Regions from separate parts of the Danio rerio genome. Here regions 2 and 3 are each linked to region 1. A link is a contact called in public Hi-C and Micro-C data. All regions are on one chromosome and are shown on one strand. The core of a region is the stretch at or near the end of the contact, and the rest is flanking DNA. Distances in the headings are between cores, read along the strand shown.

Evidence for each region. Hi-C and Micro-C count contacts between places; a contact is called where the count stands out from the background.
Region 2: a Micro-C map of caudal fin shows a contact between it and region 1, with 10 times the contacts expected there. The contact joins the promoter of capza1b here to the promoter of rhocb in region 1. A contact is called at or near these places in 3 of 18 Hi-C or Micro-C datasets (caudal fin, hematopoietic stem cells and an unstated tissue) and 1 of 4 datasets of contacts at active chromatin or transcription factors (embryo).
Region 3: a Hi-C map of hematopoietic stem cells shows a contact between it and region 1, with 2.0 times the contacts expected there. The contact joins the promoter of mov10b.1 here to the promoter of rhocb in region 1. A contact is called at or near these places in 3 of 18 Hi-C or Micro-C datasets (caudal fin, hematopoietic stem cells and an unstated tissue).

What each region holds. Positions count from the first base shown.
Region 1 is chr8:29,491,434-29,494,421 of GRCz12tu, forward strand. It overlaps rhocb (ras homolog family member Cb), which reads left to right and starts at 1,591. Exons shown (of 5, transcript NM_001002445.1): 1 at 1,591-1,651.
Region 2 is chr8:29,744,491-29,747,478 of GRCz12tu, forward strand. capza1b (capping actin protein of muscle Z-line subunit alpha 1b) reads left to right here and starts at 1,527. Exons shown (of 10, transcript NM_001006663.1): 1 at 1,527-1,637. The coding sequence starts at 1,599. It also overlaps a transcript of mov10b.1 not described here.
Region 3 is chr8:29,623,670-29,626,657 of GRCz12tu, forward strand. mov10b.1 (Mov10 RNA helicase b, tandem duplicate 1) reads right to left here and starts at 1,398. Exons shown (of 22, transcript NM_001044342.2): 1 at 1,224-1,398; 2 at 604-703. The coding sequence starts at 1,372.

The DNA of each region.
Region 1 (2,988 bases), core at 341-2,840:
TGTTCTCAGCTTGTTACGAATCGGATCCTCTCAAGTGAGCTTGGATGAATGAGTCAGTGAGTTATTCACTCAAGAAATGATTGGATTGACTTGTAAATGATTCATTCAAGCAGTTTTTATGGGCCATTTGACTGACATACAAAGAGATTCGACTTTTTTTCATTTATTTGTATTATTTGTCTTTATGTATGTAATTGCATTTGATCTACCTCTTTACTCTAATAAAAAGTGTTTATGATTCAATTAAAAGAGTCATCTCTTAAGAGACATTTGTTTATGAATCAGAATAAACTAATTGTGCTGTTTGTTTATGATCGTTTATGATTCACTAAAAAGAACCAGTTCATAAGAGTCATTTGTATGTAAATCATGTCTTAATTTTCATGATCGATTTCTGTCCTTTCCATACAAACTTATTGATTAACCTTTTCTGATTTGATTGATTCATTTGTTTAATAAATCAGACCAGGGTGGCGCGGTGGAGTAGGTAGTGCTGTCGCCTCACAGCAAGAAGGTCTCTGGTTTGAGCCTCAGCTGGGTCAGTTGGAGCTGGAAGGGCATCCGTTGTGTAAAACATGTGCTGTATAAGTTGGCAGTTCATTCCGCTGTCACGACCCCGGATTAATAAAGGGACTAAGCCAAAAAAAGAAAATGAATGACTGAATGAATGAATCAGACCACATATGGCCATTTATGATTCAATTAAGAGCCAGTTCGTAATAGCCATTTGTTCATAAATCTGAATAAACTGAATGTGCTGTTTGTTCCTGATCGTTTATGATTCACTAAAAAGAATCAGTTAAGAGTCATTTGTTTGTGAATCATGTCTTGTTATGATTGTTTTCTGTCCTTTCCATAAGAGCTTATCGATAAACCTTTACTGATTCGAATATGATTCATTTGTTCATGAATCACACACATTTGACTGTTTATGATTCAATTAAAAGAGTCCATTTTTAAGAGCCATTTGATAATTAATCAGAATAAACTAATTGAGCTACAGGTTTTTGATCGTTTAAGATTCACTAAAGAGAACCAGTTTATAAGAGTCATTTCTTTGTGAATCATGTCTTATTTTTCATGATCATTTTCTGTCTTTTCCATAAGAACTCATTGATAAACCTTTTTTTTTTTTATTGATTCATTTGTTCATAAATCAGACGACATATGACCATTTATGATTCAATTAAGAGTCAGTTCATAATATTTGTTCATAAATCAGAATTAACAGAATGTGCTGTATGTTTCTGGTCGTTTATAATTCACTAAAAAGAACCTCGTCATAAGAAAAAAAAAATAGAAGATTCGACTCTTAATAATCCTTTATTCACGAATCCCAATGAACTGCATATGGTGCAGTTGGCACTCAATCAACTGGTCCTCCTTGCTCTTCGCCCACACCTCAACCCCCTGCCGCCTTTCATGCCAATGATGTCATTCTATCTTAACGGCTTAGGGGCGGAGCCACAGAAGGCAGCTCCGCCCTCTGAGCCAATCGCGATTGAGCACAACAGCTCCAGCAGCGCGTGTCCAGAGTCTGTGGGAGGATCTAACGGCAGCGCTCCGCTCCTCCACCGCCAGCAAACACTTCAACACACTGCGCCAAGCAAAATCGAAACCTTCAGCGCTGAAACTTCTGTCCGATAACAAGGTAAGAGTTAATTTATAAAGCACCGCGGGCTGGCATTAGCTCCGATTAGATACTGGATCAAGCAAGAGGCATTTTTAACGGCCAAACACTTCTGCAGAGAGCAAAGAAGTAGGTGTTGGCTTCAGAAAAGCGTCTTTTATGAAGATCAACAACTTGACGGGTTTCTTTAAAAGCGCAGAAAGCGAATACAGACCTGTTTTAATTGTGATCTAAGAGGACTCAAAAGCGTCGCTGAAGTTGCTGTGTGTTTCGTGGCGGTCACCACCTGTTTTCAAGCGCTGCTTGGTAGGGCAGTGTTTGTTTTTGGCCACAGCTCTAGATTCAGATGGATTTGGCTTGGAGTGAGACAACACCCCTGTTGAACACCCCACACCGTTGTTGTTAAACATTATTAGGTTATAAATTAGTTCAGAAATATCAACATAACCATAGACTTGGCTATGAACACATGCGATACCGTTCATTCATTAGTAAAACTTGAGGATGAAAGACCGCGCCTTGAAACAAAACAACTTACGTTAACTTTCAGTCTGTTTTTGAACTTTGCAGCACAAAGTGTGTGATGAATGATATCAGGCTAACTTACAAATGTGTGCACTATGCGTTCATCCTAAACTTTTAAAAAATGTCAGTGACGTGGTGCCTAATTTAAATGATTAAATCATTTTCTTGAAGGGACTATTCAAATTGCCACATTTTTTTCTAATGGCTGCTTACAGATACCTTTGAGGAAATACTGAAATATGCACTTACCTAAGTTGAATTATATACTCTTCCTAATTTATTTTTTAAAGCATATTTATGCTTACGTTACATTTGATCACGTCTCCCTGTTGAACGCCGCCATGTTGGTGTCACATGACATGCTTTTAGATAAGTTGCATTCAGGTCATATTTTGATTAATGACCATAACTAACGTTACAAGATTCCGACTAGTAAAAATCGTGATAATTTCTCACATTTTTTTAGAAGTGTGAACTTAGTTTCAGAGAGATTATGTAATAAGATCTAGAACATATTTATATAGTGCTTGCAGTTATTTATAATGATTGACTTTATAGGCCTGGGCCGGTAAAAGATTCTGACGGTATGATAACCTTGGATATAAATATCATGGTTTCATGTTATTGTGATTACTGCTCTAAAATATATTATTTTTAATTTTCTGAGTAAAAAACAAAATTTTTTCCCCTTTGTACAAAACATTTTATTTTGAGAAACAATTTAAAAAAAAAATTGGAGAAGTAAACAAGTTCATGTCGTTAGGAAAAGTATAGCAGAAAATTGGGCGGTTTTAAAACCTTGACTTTTCCAAACCGTGGTATATCTTGAAAAT
Region 2 (2,988 bases), core at 277-2,776, 250 kb after region 1:
ATTTAGAATATACCAAAATTATAGTTATTCATTCATTTATTTTCTTGTTGGCTTAGTCCCTCTATTAATCAAGGGGCCACCACAGTGGAATGAACCACCAACTTATCCAGTACTTTTTTTTACGCCTCGGATGCCTTTCCAGCCGCAACCCATCTCTGGGAAACATCCAAACACACACACACACACACACACACAATTTAGCCTACCCAATTCACTTGTACAGCATGTCTTTGGACTGTGGGGGAAACCAGAGCACCCGGAGGAAACCCACGCAAACGCAGGGAGAACATGCAAACTCCACACAGAAATGCCAACGAAGCCAAGGTTCAAACCAGCAACCCAGCGACCTTCTTGCTGTGAGGCGCTACCTACTGCAGCACTACCTAGTGCGCCACTGCATCGCCAAAATTATAGTTACAACTGTAAAATACAAAATTTATTAAATAATCAATAATTTAATTGTTTGAAACTTCATTCATTCATTTTCTTTTTGACTCAGTCCCTTTATTCATCAGTGGTCGCCACAACGGAATGAACTGCCAACCTATCCAGCATATGTTTTACACAGCAGATGCCCTTCCGCTGCAACCCAGTACTGAGAAACAGCCATACACACTCATTCACACTACGGCCAATTTAGATTATTCAATTCTGTGGTGAAAAACCGGAGCACCCAGAGGAAACCCAAACGAGGAGTAATAAAGATATTACTTTACTTTTAATTAAATCATAAGATAACACATTTTAAGAATAAGATTAAACAAATTAGTATAAAATAAACAAATAAATTCAAATATACTAAAATAGGTATACTGCTTGTAAAATACAAAAATTATTAAATATTGGATAATTTGTTAATAGAAATCGAATTCAATAATTTTAAACTTAAGAATAAGAATGTAACTTAATAAAAATTATATTAATTCTTTTTTTTTTTTCTTTAGCTTAGTCCCTTAATTAACAGGGGTCGCCACAGCAGAATGAACTGCCAACTATTTTGGCAAATGCTTTTTTACACAGTGGATGTCATTCCAGCCACAACCCAGCACTTGGAAACAGAAACTAAATATTTTTCCTAAATATTTTAGACCCATTAATATTCAATCAAAGGATAATAAAACTACATTGATGCTCTGTGCATATTGATTGATTACTTAAAAATCATTATTTATAATGATATAAAAATTAAAACAATTCTCTTGCATGACTATCTAATAATCATATCGGGTAGTTTATCTAAATGACTCAGACACCTTTATAAGAATCGCTGAGTGAATGATTCAATGACAAAAACACGCTCACTTGTCGCCACCTACTGGTATAAAACAAAAACTCCAGAAAGAACCACTGCAACACTCATTGCATCTCCTTATGAGTTTAATCCCAAATGCTCAAGTCACTATTATGAATGAAAATAAAAAACAATAAATGCGGCTCGAAGTCTTCCGTATCTGTCTGTCAGACTGAGTGAGCGGTGGAGGCGGGAGCGAGCCGAGCGAGGCGGTGGCTCGCACTCCGTTTTGCCCTATTATGGTCACGAGCGTGACAGCGCGCGCTACCCAGCATGCGCCGCGGCGTGAGGCTCCGCCACAGCCAAGATGACCGACTTTGAGGAGCCGCTTTCAGACGAGGAGAAGGTAAAAATAAAGCATTAAGTTAACTTACACAAACCGCTCAAATATATGTGCTCGTAAGTCCTTATATTGCAGCTCTTCGCGTCTCGAGGGATGCAAGACTGCTTCCCGGAAGGAGCGCGAGGCTGTCTAGCCGGTTAGCTGTGTGCTAATCTGTGAGGAAGTGAAATCGCAGCTTTGCACTCACGTAAAACACAAGGCATGACACTTAAACAACAGCAATACACGAACGATAAGCAGCGTTTAGAAAGGCTCGAAGTTCTGCTAGCTTTGTTGGAGCCAGAATGGCCGTGTTGTTATTTGGTGTCAGTGTTGTGAGCGTCAGCTGTTAGCTTGTTAGCTGTCAGAGGGAGTTCAGAAATAGATCCAAGCAGATCCACCCACTTCGAACCGAGCCTCTCAGCCGACGCGCTTATACGGGCCGTGCTCCGGTAGAGTTACACATGTGTGGGGCTGCAGATGCCAGATCCGCCTGACACGACAGCCATCTGAGCCGAAAGCCTCGGCCGGATGAAGTTACGACCGCAGGAGCGGCTCTGTTTTGGGCTGGAAGTCTGCAATCTCTGCGGTTTTAAAGCGATAGTTCACATGCAAATGACAATTCGGTTTATATGTTCACTGCGCACGATCATGTTGTTTTAAACCTTTCTGCCTTGCTTTCTGTGGTGAACTAAAAATGAATTTAGTGTCGTGGTTAACCTTTAATTGCGTCTTTTATCAATAAAGTCAATGGTGCCCAAAACTGTATTGTGGTCACTCTGACAGGACTCTTAAATTTAAACCAATAGTGACTGATTTATTTATTTGTGCTGTCTTTCTTGTTCAGTCCCTCCTCTGAAAGCTGCTTCTACCTCACGCTTTCTTCCTTTTAATTACCTGACTTGTGGTCATTTTCTGCATGCTGTCAGAGTTATATAACTTGGCTGACTTCCCCTGACAGTGCATTAGATGCTAATTAGACAGATGCTTCCCTTTATGTTAGTCTCTTTCTCTTTGTTAAATGTGTTGGTCCTAAATCTACTTTATGATTGTGTGCTTGTCATTTCATTATGCTGTGAATAGACAGTTCACCGCTAAAGTTCAAATAATTTGCTCACCTCATGTTTACATACCTGTATGTTTGTACAGTTGTTTGTTTTGCTGTAAAATATTACATTAGTAACATTTTATTTTATTTGATTTGATTTTTGTTTTAGTTTAAGAGTATATTTTGACATCAGCAATAAGCTTTTGGTTTGAGGCAGATGTTTCTAGTCATTTAGTATTGTGGTTTATGTGGTTTTGAATTTTGAACCGCTTGTGTTTTGGTTATTATGGGTCATTTTGGGATCTCGGTTGTCTTCTTTTCAGTGTG
Region 3 (2,988 bases), core at 148-2,647, 130 kb after region 1:
ATGGAATTAATACATAAAAATCTGAAATCATGTTATTATGAAATTGAGACATCACAGCCATAAAGACTAAATTAATTTGATGTCACACAAAGCAATGCAGGTATGAATTTATAGTAAGCTGTGGGATTAATAACCTGAAAGATTAATCACCAAACAAGCAATGCAAGAACCTGACAACTCAAACAGTTGCATAACTGCTGCATGTCAAGGGTCAGTACTGACACTTCAGTGTCAATGTCCATCTGATAAAATGAGTATCATTAGCTCAAGAAAGCACCAATTTAATCAGATTCACGGTTTCAGTATAATGAAAATGAAAGTATACTCTTCGATGTTCACATTCGTTTCTATGCATAAGCCATAAACCTTACAGTATTATTGCAAAAAATATTTCAGTAATCTTATAATTAAATACAATTAAACAACTTTATAAACCCCTAACAGCAATCAAGTCCAGACTACGTGTTTATGGGTGTGTGCCACATATACTCCATTTTACCAAAGCCCACATGCAGATTCACCCTGACAATGCAGAAAACATACTGAATAGGCCTCAACAATACAATGCAGACTGTCAGCCAGGTGTAAATAAAAATTTCCTACTTTTTTGTCAAAGAAAACTTCTGATCTGGTGACTCGAGTTCTGCTGGAACGTGTCAAAGCAAAGAGAACTGAAGAGAAGTTTGGATCTCTGACTCCATCCCTGTTGACAAAAAAAAGAAAAAAAAAAAAAAAGAAAAAGAGAAACAGAACTAAGTTGTTTCACAATAAATCATAAAATCTGTATCCTCTATTAATTTCCATTTTTTTTTATCACACAAACTTTTGTCGTTTTATTGAAAATGTAAATTTACATAATTAAATATTTGAGTTTATAGTTATATTATGAAGAGTTTAGATGCAAAAACCAAAAAAGTTGACATTTTCTTTTAAAATTAGCATTTACTTCTCTTGATCAGTAATTTTACCTTTAAAGTGATGAATATGTTATTTTAATTAACTTTAAAGTGAAAAAACTAAAGACGGATGTAGAAAGCTGAGAATAGTGCTCATTTTAGGAGAAAATTAGCATTTAGTTTTTTGCATCTGAACTCGTCATAATCTGTTTAAACTATTATTTTCTTGTAAATACCATAGTGTTCTATTTAACATGCATTCACATCACGTTATTATTATTATTATTATTATTATTATTATTAATAATAATAATAACAGCTGTTTACCTGTCTCGGAATTGCTCATTGTAGATCTCCTTGAGAGTGTTTCTATCTGTAGTGGATCTCGTCTCTCTGTCATCCAGAAATTCTATAAAGTCAAAGCCAACGGCGCGAATATCATCTCTAGAGAGTTTTTTCCTGTATTTTCTGCTCATGGTTCTTTGAAAGCGTTGTTTTGTGGTGATGTAGCCTACAGATATGTGGACAGCTATGAGCAACACTATTTGAAAGAAGCGCAGATGTTTCGTCGGAAGTGAAAGGAAGGGAGGAAACGAAACCTAAGGTCGAACGCTGTAAAATCCCTCTACATTGAAAACGCAACAAGGTAAACACTTCGTTTACATCTGTTGGTAAAAGAGAATCATGTCGATCATGTACAAAGCACTAGTGGTCAAAAATAAAAAAGTTTACATGCAAAAACCCCGCATCATTATGATTTATAATGTTCTAATAATAAGTGCTCGGAGCGGCAAGTGCGCTCTCTGTAGGTTAGAAGCAGGCTCGGGAACCTCATGTGACTCTTTGACCAAAAATAGGTATGTGGCTCTCCAGCTGTCTCTCTTCAATAATATTTTAAAGTTTAAAAAAATTATAACTGTCATCAGAAAGTCAGTTTCCTATTGGAAATACAATAACAATTCCCTTTTTATTTTATTTTCTACTGCAAAACGAATAAGAACTCAGTTTACAATAAAATACATTTTAACCAATGAAAATTAAAGAGCTTAGAATCACGTTCAATCAAAGTGATTCTGCTCTTAATTGCTTAAATCGTGACATCAAAGGGCAAGCAACTTACATTTCTATGGTAACCTCGCATGTGAAAAATCAAACAACATTTATTAGTGGCGATGGCAAAAAGAAAAAAAAAATCTACAAATTTTCTTTGTTCATACATTGTGATGAGTTATTTATTTATTTATTTTTATTTATTTATTTATTTTAGCTGTACAAGAACATAAATAAAGTTTTTTTATTTATTATTAAATAAAGGTTTTGTTATATACACACCCCCAATGGCTCTTTAAAAATGTACAGTTGTTAAAAAATCTGAAATGGCTCTGGAAAAAAGCTATAGTATCTGGATGCAACCTTTATGATGCAAGCTGAGATGGTTCCTGACCAAGTGTTGGCAAAGTTCACCCCAAAAATGTAAAAATGGTGTAGGTGGGAGTTTAGGAATGTGTGTTTATTTTTCTTTCTTTAAATTAGTTTTAAAGAGAGTTTTAGATGAAACCATGATTTGTAGGCTACTGAGGAGTGTCCCAGTTTCTCGAGTGATTTATAAGAGACTGAGCAACAAAGTTGAGAACCTGCGGGGTGGGGATTTGTGGTGTTAGCAATTGTACAATGGACACATACATATATGTACATACATATATATGTTTGTGTTTTATGCACATTTCCCTCAGATATATATGGTCTGACTATTTGGCAGCATCATGTACTGTAAATCCACATGAAGAACACACACACACACACACACACACACACACACACACACACACACACACACACACACACACACACACACACAAATAACTCGAATTCACATAATATAAAATAACCGACCAAATGTATGATTTTAATTCATGCTCTCAAACTAATGCCAGGAATCCTGCAGTCTTCAGAACTAAACAGGATATTTGAGGAAACCCATTTTAATATTTTAATCACTTTTAGATTTAAATAGTTTGAAACCATTTATTAGTTATTTATCAATTTTAACCAAATCTGAGAGTTTACACAATATTTATTACCCTTTGTTAAT